Regions from separate parts of the Hordeum vulgare genome. Here region 1 is linked to region 2. Evidence: chromatin contacts called from public Hi-C data. All regions are on one chromosome and are shown on one strand. Each heading gives the region's core, a stretch centred on a gene start, on an enhancer-like site or on the middle of the called end of the contact. The rest is flanking DNA. Distances are from core to core; before and after follow the strand shown.

The links. A called contact is a pair of places that touch in the nucleus more often than the background predicts.
Region 1: a contact with region 2 is called in a Hi-C map of seedling, with 1.9 times the contacts expected there. The contact joins two enhancer-like sites. A contact is called at or near these places in 3 of 6 Hi-C or Micro-C datasets (leaf and seedling).

Annotation. Positions count from the first base shown.
Region 1 is chr3H:574,747,515-574,750,974 of MorexV3_pseudomolecules_assembly, reverse strand. No RefSeq gene overlaps it. Among protein-coding and RNA genes, the nearest start is that of LOC123445246, 13 kb to the left of the region's middle. Within about 2 kb of position 1,849, at least 3 of the 3 cell types and tissues checked have open chromatin away from gene starts, as enhancers often do. A contact at or near this core is called in leaf and seedling, where this site is marked.
Region 2 is chr3H:574,656,530-574,660,210 of MorexV3_pseudomolecules_assembly, reverse strand. No RefSeq gene overlaps it. Among protein-coding and RNA genes, the nearest start is that of LOC123445246, 100 kb to the left of the region's middle. Within about 2 kb of position 2,085, at least 3 of the 3 cell types and tissues checked have open chromatin away from gene starts, as enhancers often do. A contact at or near this core is called in leaf and seedling, where this site is marked.

The DNA.
Region 1 (3,460 bases), core at 600-3,099, 91 kb before region 2:
GGCCGGAGCGTGCGTGACACGGACGCCGGCCGCCGTCGTGAACTTTTTTTTACCCTCACGCACACACAACGTCAAGGAAATTTCTCGTCCACGGCCCTGTTTGGATAATCTAACTTAGCTGAAGGTTAGAGTTAGTTTTTAGCTCATGACTAATCCTAAACTAACTTTAGTCAAAAATGTGTTTGGATGATAGGGTTAGATTGACAATAGTTGTACTTGATGGAGAGAGGAAAGTGATTTTTTAGTGGGTCCCTTGAGAACTAGCTCTAATTAACACCTACTTCCTCCGTACCAAAATTCTTGTCTTAGTTTTTTTTAAATGAATGTATCAAAATACTAAAATTTGACTAGATACATTCATATCTATACAAATCAAAGACAAGAATTTTGGGACGGAGGAAGTATTACCTAGTGGATAGAGAGAGAAAATTGACTTTTTAATAGACCCCATGAAAACTAGCTCCAATTAGAACCTCTTGGGTGGGCTAGTTTTTTTGGATGAGTTAGATGCAACTAGCTCCAATCTAACCCTCATGTTTGAATGCTTTAAAGTTATTTGAGCCGCTCAAACTAACTCTAGGCTGTGAATCCAAACAGTGCCCAGGCCGGGAGTCGCGATCGGGAAAGAACACGCGCCAAAAGACGCGGCCATGTGCTGTGCTGTGCTCGCTCGTCGTCTTTCTCGGCCTACCTTTCGCCGGAGTCCACGCCACCAACGAAGGACGAAGCTGCGGCGCGGGGGAGACATCTGCTTTTCCGTCCTCCCGCTGCTCCGGCGTCGCACTAGTGATCAAGGTTTGCTTTACCCTTTTCCCATTAGCGAGCGAGCGAGTGCGTGCGTTCGCACCACCTTGACAAGTTTGTTAATCTAGCTTTGCGTCGCTGGTAAGTCGAGCACTGACTGTCTGTCTGACTTGGTGAACCGGGTCAAAAGAGGGCGGCCGGCACAAACTGTGTGGCAGTAATAACGAGTGTGGAATTGGTAATGTAATCCTTGTGACAGCGATCATCATGGTCAAGTGCGGCTGTTCTTCGCGCAGCTTCGTGGGAAATGATGATGCTACGGCATGGTCGCGCGCATTGCATCTCGTTCTCGTTCTAGCACAAGCTGTCTGATGTGTGAGTTTTGGTGGTGGAGTACTAGGACTACATGCTTGGCGTCACTGAATCTTGAGTAGTTAATGCCACGCTTCCTGCAATAACAATACTAATCAAATGCCACGCTTCCATTAGAGGAAGATACGGAGTAGATTTTCCACGGGAAAGAAGTGGGAGGAGTACAAGGAATCCAATCCCAGTCTTTGGAATAAAAGAGGAGGTGACAGCGTCGTCTCCCTCTCGATTCACATCCTGCCCAAACCCTCTTTACCTTTCTCACCACAGCACAAATAAAAGGCTTGTGAAAAGAGGACGACGGGTGAAAAGACGGAAGCTTGAGGAGGAGGCGAAAGGATCAGCCGGGGGGGAAAACATGGCCGTGTAAGATTCGATTCCAACGTCACACAACACGAACAATGGCCATTGGAGGATAAGAAAGGAGCAAGCAACCGTGGTGAAACAAAAGCTACCGGTGGGGATAAGGCAACAACGGCGGCGCGTCGGGGAAAAAGGCCACGGCACACATCGCACCACCACCACCATGGGATAAGGTCTCGACCGGTCGTTCTCCATTTGTCTACGGCAAGTGGGGGCTCGAGTGCTGTGGTGGTGCTGCGAGCAGTGGCGAGAGAGAGCCCCGCGGCCAGCCTCCGATCTGGTCGTCGTCGTCGTCGTCGTCGCACGTGCAGGCGTGTGGATCTAGCTTAAGCGGCCTTCGCAAGTCATCGGCCTGGCCACCTTCGTTCTCACTCACGTGTGTCCACCCTCGTTCTCACTCACTTCTGGCCGACCGGCCCCGGGCTGGGGTATGTTCCCTTTGAGCTGGACCACCGGCCCATCGAGAACCCAAATAGGGTGGGGTGCACACGAGGCAGAAATTGTGATTCCTAAAAAAAAAAAAAAAAACAAAAAAAAACGAAGACGATGGTTTTGCTATTCATTACATCTGGACCTTTTATATCTGTTTCAAACGGCCGAGCAGGCCATTCGATCATTCATCGGTTATAAAAAAATTAACCTAACCGGGCCCTTAAATGGGTCACAAACGTTCGGACTCACACGCATCATTCATATTCATTTTAAATATGTGACAGATATGAAGGAGCACGGACGCGTCCGGACACACCCGCCACGACGGCCGGACGACGGGCTCCACGCGGTCTAGCGTGGAAACTGAACAATCCGACGAGCGCCTCGACCGTCACATGGTGTAAACGTTGTGTGATGCCGCTTCGGCTCGCCGCTTGAGGCCATAGCCGGCTAATATACCATCCGACGTCCCCGAGCCCTAACACATCCACCACCCCCTCCCTCCGCCGCCACCCGAGCCTGTCCGCCTCCTCTCCCCCGCTCTCCGTCGTTAGTATGGTCCGTCGTAGGATGCCTAAACAATATATAAACTTGTTGGGTAGCTAAACGAGAGTGAACTAAATAATTCAAATGTGCAGTTTCGTCAATATGTGTAGTACTTGATTGTTGTGATTGTCATGCCAAGCATAATTAAATGACATGCACTATACTTGTTTGTGCATCATGTCATGAATATGTTGTGGTGTTTACTGTGTCATTTGTTTGTTTCCAGATTTTTTCTCTCCCCGCTAGAGTTCTGAACGCATTTCAGATTGTGAGGGTTCGTTCGATTATGCCCGTTCGTCTACTTCACGGATTTGTTCTTCTTCCAAGTGAGAATCCACGCAAGATGATCATTATCTTGGATATCACGACTATCATTGCTATGCTAGTTGTCTCATTTCTATCGCTATGTCTTGCTTTCTACCACTTGTTTGTCAAGCCTCCAAAATGTCATGATAATCCTTTAACCCTCCACCTTTCCCAGCAAACCGTTGTTTGGCTATGTTACTGCTTGCTCAGGCCCACTTATAGTGTTGCTAGTTGCAGGTGCAGTTTGGTCCATGTTGGGACATGGATATCCTTGGGATATCACATTATTTTTGCTATTCCATTAATGCATCTATATACTTGGTGAAAGGTGGCAGGTTTGGCCTTTTTCTCGTTGTTTTCTTCCACCATTGCCGTCCTAGTTTTCGTTTACCGGTGTTATGCTCCATTCTGAGCGCTTCTAATATGCTCGCAGTTGTTATGGGGACCCGCTTGATTATTCGTTTTTTGGATAAAACTCTTCCGGCAAGGCCCAACATTGGGCCTACATTAGCTTAACTAATAAACCTTGCATATGGCATGATCACCCCGCCGATAGTTAAGCAACAAACCGGGATAGTGCTGCAAATGAGTGTTGGTCCAAACTAGAGCAGCTTATTAACGCCGCTCGGGGCAACTCGTGGATTGGCGTGGTAACCATAGCTCATCCATTGTGTCCTAAGAACGAGATACATAGCTACTA
Region 2 (3,681 bases), core at 836-3,335:
AACTATTTTATTCGAGACAATTTTGATTGGGTTGTAAAACTATTTTTATTAGAGACAATTGATATTTGAACGTGCAAATTTGTTTAAAACATTGATAAATATGATTATATGGACATATTGACCGTGACGGACAGGATGCGACCGAAGGATGCGTCCGCGCGTTTGGCGCACGACCAGTGCATCCTAGGACAGGTCCGGACACAACCACCTCGTCCGAACAAAACGGACGTCCGGATGGGGTCGCTGGAGTTGGCCTTACTTACCAATGCATGGAAAAAAGATGACCGACCTCTCCAATGTACCGACAAGCGTGTTGTGAAAGCCACAGGGGACTAAAGCGCCAAGTAAGTGGGCGTTTACTCCGTCTGCATCTTTGGCCCAGGACCACTTACTGACTTACCAGCAGCTGGCCGGCCGGCCTAGACCTAACAGCCAGGAGCAAACAGCGAAAGAGAAAGCAGGACATGTGAGAAAACTCAGGGTTAAGTTAAGGAGATGTTAAGATCTGTACTTTTGTCGCATGCAGCAAGCACGAATAGATCTGATGGGGTTCGCAAGCAACATGACATGATCAATGCTGCTAATAATCAATCTTTGCCACGGCCAAAGAGGATCTGATGCCACGCTGCTTTTGTTATGGGGACACATCGTTATGGGGGAGATCAGGACAGTGCAGGGGTTTCTCGGCAGTACCAGATGGCCGCCACTGTTCTCGTTTTATGTTGTGGATGTACAGTGCCGGTGCATGAGAGGAAAATGGGCTAGCTTAACCTAGGGGAAAAGCATTTCAAAAAGGGAGAAAGAAATTCGTCGTCCTGGGAGCTTAGGCTGTTTGCTGACTAATTAGTAAGGCCAACCAGGCGGATAAGGTGCCCATTTTCCCCATTATGGGCAGGCACATGATTGTTAGTTAAAGTTTTGTTTTATTCCTTCTGAAATTATGCAAGAAAAATGGGGAGAGTGGCTCAACCAACTCAAAGGTCATGCATTGCATGGCAACATAGCATGCATGGGTGCAATTTTCAGAACCTGCTAACAGCCACCTAACCTAACCTAGTTCATGAAAGATTGTAAGCTCACTCATGCATGAAACATGAGTAGGAAAGCATTTTGGTTTGCTTCCGAGCATAGTCTAACTAGAGAGTGGAGTTTAGCAAGAACTATACTCATCTAGTACGAGCAGGTGCTGGCTATCACACCATGTCACATCAATGGCATGCCTGCTGCTTGGGGCAGTACTCCAGTTATTACTTGTGAGTTGGTGCGAGTGCCCAAAAGGCTGCAACGCCTTTAACCACGCCACGCCGGCTGCTGATGAACTACGTACACTGCTAGCTAGCAAATCAGTGTTCTTCTCTGCCATGGCACACATGAATGTGGGGTTGCCATGCCAATGCCATGATCAATCACAGACTCATCGCCGGCCGACGGTGGATTAGAACGCACGAAAGCACTCTCACTGGCGCGAGGTTGCTTACATTGCAGGTTTAGATCTTGTCCTAGAATGTTTGTCATTGTGGACAAAACGTAGATACTAGATGGCTCTGAGTCAAGAAAAAACATAGTGGAAATTCCAGTTACAGCTTGCAGAAAACATGGTCTTATCAAGTTCATTTAGTCAGGAAATTCCTTGAGCATCTTTGAATTCTTGGCTTGGGGGACCAAAATATAGTGGTACTTTTCAGGAATCTAGTGACGTGAAGTTTTTTTTTTTTTTTTGCGGGTAGCATCTGACGTGAAGTTCATATACAAGAGTTTCTAAACTAGGCCTACACTCCTATATACACATGTCTCCACTCCACGCCCAAAAAATCAAGACTTGCACCGATACTAAAGCAATGCCTCAGATTTGCTCATGTTTCCTCTCACCCTTTTCTTCTTCTAAAAGCTAAACACAACCACACAGGTGGTACCCCAAAAAGCGAAAAGTCTCAACAAAGTTTATTAATCTGGCGCAGCAAGGCGCCAAGGTGGTACTACCAGAAACGAAATGGTGGGCTGCCTGCATGGTGCATGTGAGGCCGGCCAAGGACGCGCATCAAGTCCAAAAGAGGGGAGGGGTTGGTTGAGTTTTGTACTCCAATGGCGCCACCTAACCACAAATTTAGTCCTAGGATGGAAGGGTGAGTGAGGGGGGCAGGGCCCCAACCCCCAACCCCAATCAACTCCAGTCAAGAACATGCAAGGAGTATGTTGTGTACCAGCAGTTGCTGTCCAATTACTCATGCATCTTCCTTGCTAACCCAGCCAAAGCAGCTAGCTTAGCTCTAGCTTGGGGGAAAAGTGCTGCTGGGTGTTGGGTGTGAGCGAAGGGAGCAAGCAAGGCAACCCTACAGACTACTACAGTGCTGGCCGGCCGGGCCACCAGCGTGGCTTAACTGCTAGCTTGCAAGTGCAAAATATACAAGGAAGTTAATGGGGCAATGATGATGATGGTGGTCGACCACGGGAACCAGATCGACGCAAAACCTAGCTAGCTTCACATCTCGTGCAAGGCAGCTAGCGTGTTGCGATGATAGGGGGTCGGGTCACATGCGCCGGCTGACCGGCCGGCATATGCCATCGATCGAATGGCCTTTGGGGCTCACCACATCGTGCAGCCAGTGTAGCTTATTAATCAGTTCATCATTCCTTCATGCATGCATGCATGCACATAGTTTGTTGCAGGATCACGTATAGTGCGTCGTTGGACCATGGACCATGTATAGTGCGTTGATGGATGGATCACGTATGTTTATGTATGATCCGAATTCTTCTGAAAGGGCCGGGGGTTCATTGCACGGAGAGATTCTTTTCTTCTACGTTGACGAGCCTAATCCACACGATCCTTGCATTTTCTCGACCCATCTACCATGTCCATCTCCAACAGTGCGCGTGCCTGCGACGTGCAGTCGATCTGCCCGACGTACGCTACGTAGGCTGGCCGCAGAGGCGACGACGAGCGCCTGTGTTTTGGTGAGGGTGCACTGCACTGCACCACGGCCGCGACGGCCACGACCCCGGTTTGAATTACGGGTTCACGAGGGTACAGCGGCGTCGCTGTCCATCGACCAAAATCAACGCCAACACGCACTAGATATATACCGTCTATCTATCCACACACCGGCAAGTCCTGCCCTGGTGGTTTGGTGGATGGATCGATCTCTGTACCATCTCACGGGTCGGCACGAAGGAAAATAAAAGCGTACGTCGCTCCCAGGAAAAGGGACCCAGGACCTCTCCGGCGCCATGCCCAAGCGTTACGTCAGGTGCGACGAATGGACCGGACGACGGGACCTCTCTCGACACAACCATGTTCCCTCTTCAGCTAGAGCGACGGAGATTCAACCTTGCTGACGAGTTTTCCTCCCGGCGGAGAAGATGCCGGTTCCCCCGTTTACACTGACCAACCACTGCAACTGTCTGGGGCTAAGTGGCTATGACGCACATGATCCTCTTTGAAAGTGTTGACGAAAACTTGACTAGATCGGTCCAGCTTGCCTAATAGAATACAAACACAGTTACCACACACCTGACCTCTCCATACTAGATGCACATAATCAATACCAATACTCATCGAAGAGAGAAAAAAAGCACGTCGATAAATAACAAAATCATATAAGATCAAAATTATGTGTTGACGAGTAAAAATAATAAAAAAGACGGAAGTGATCAAATCTTCGATCAGCAAACTATAACAAT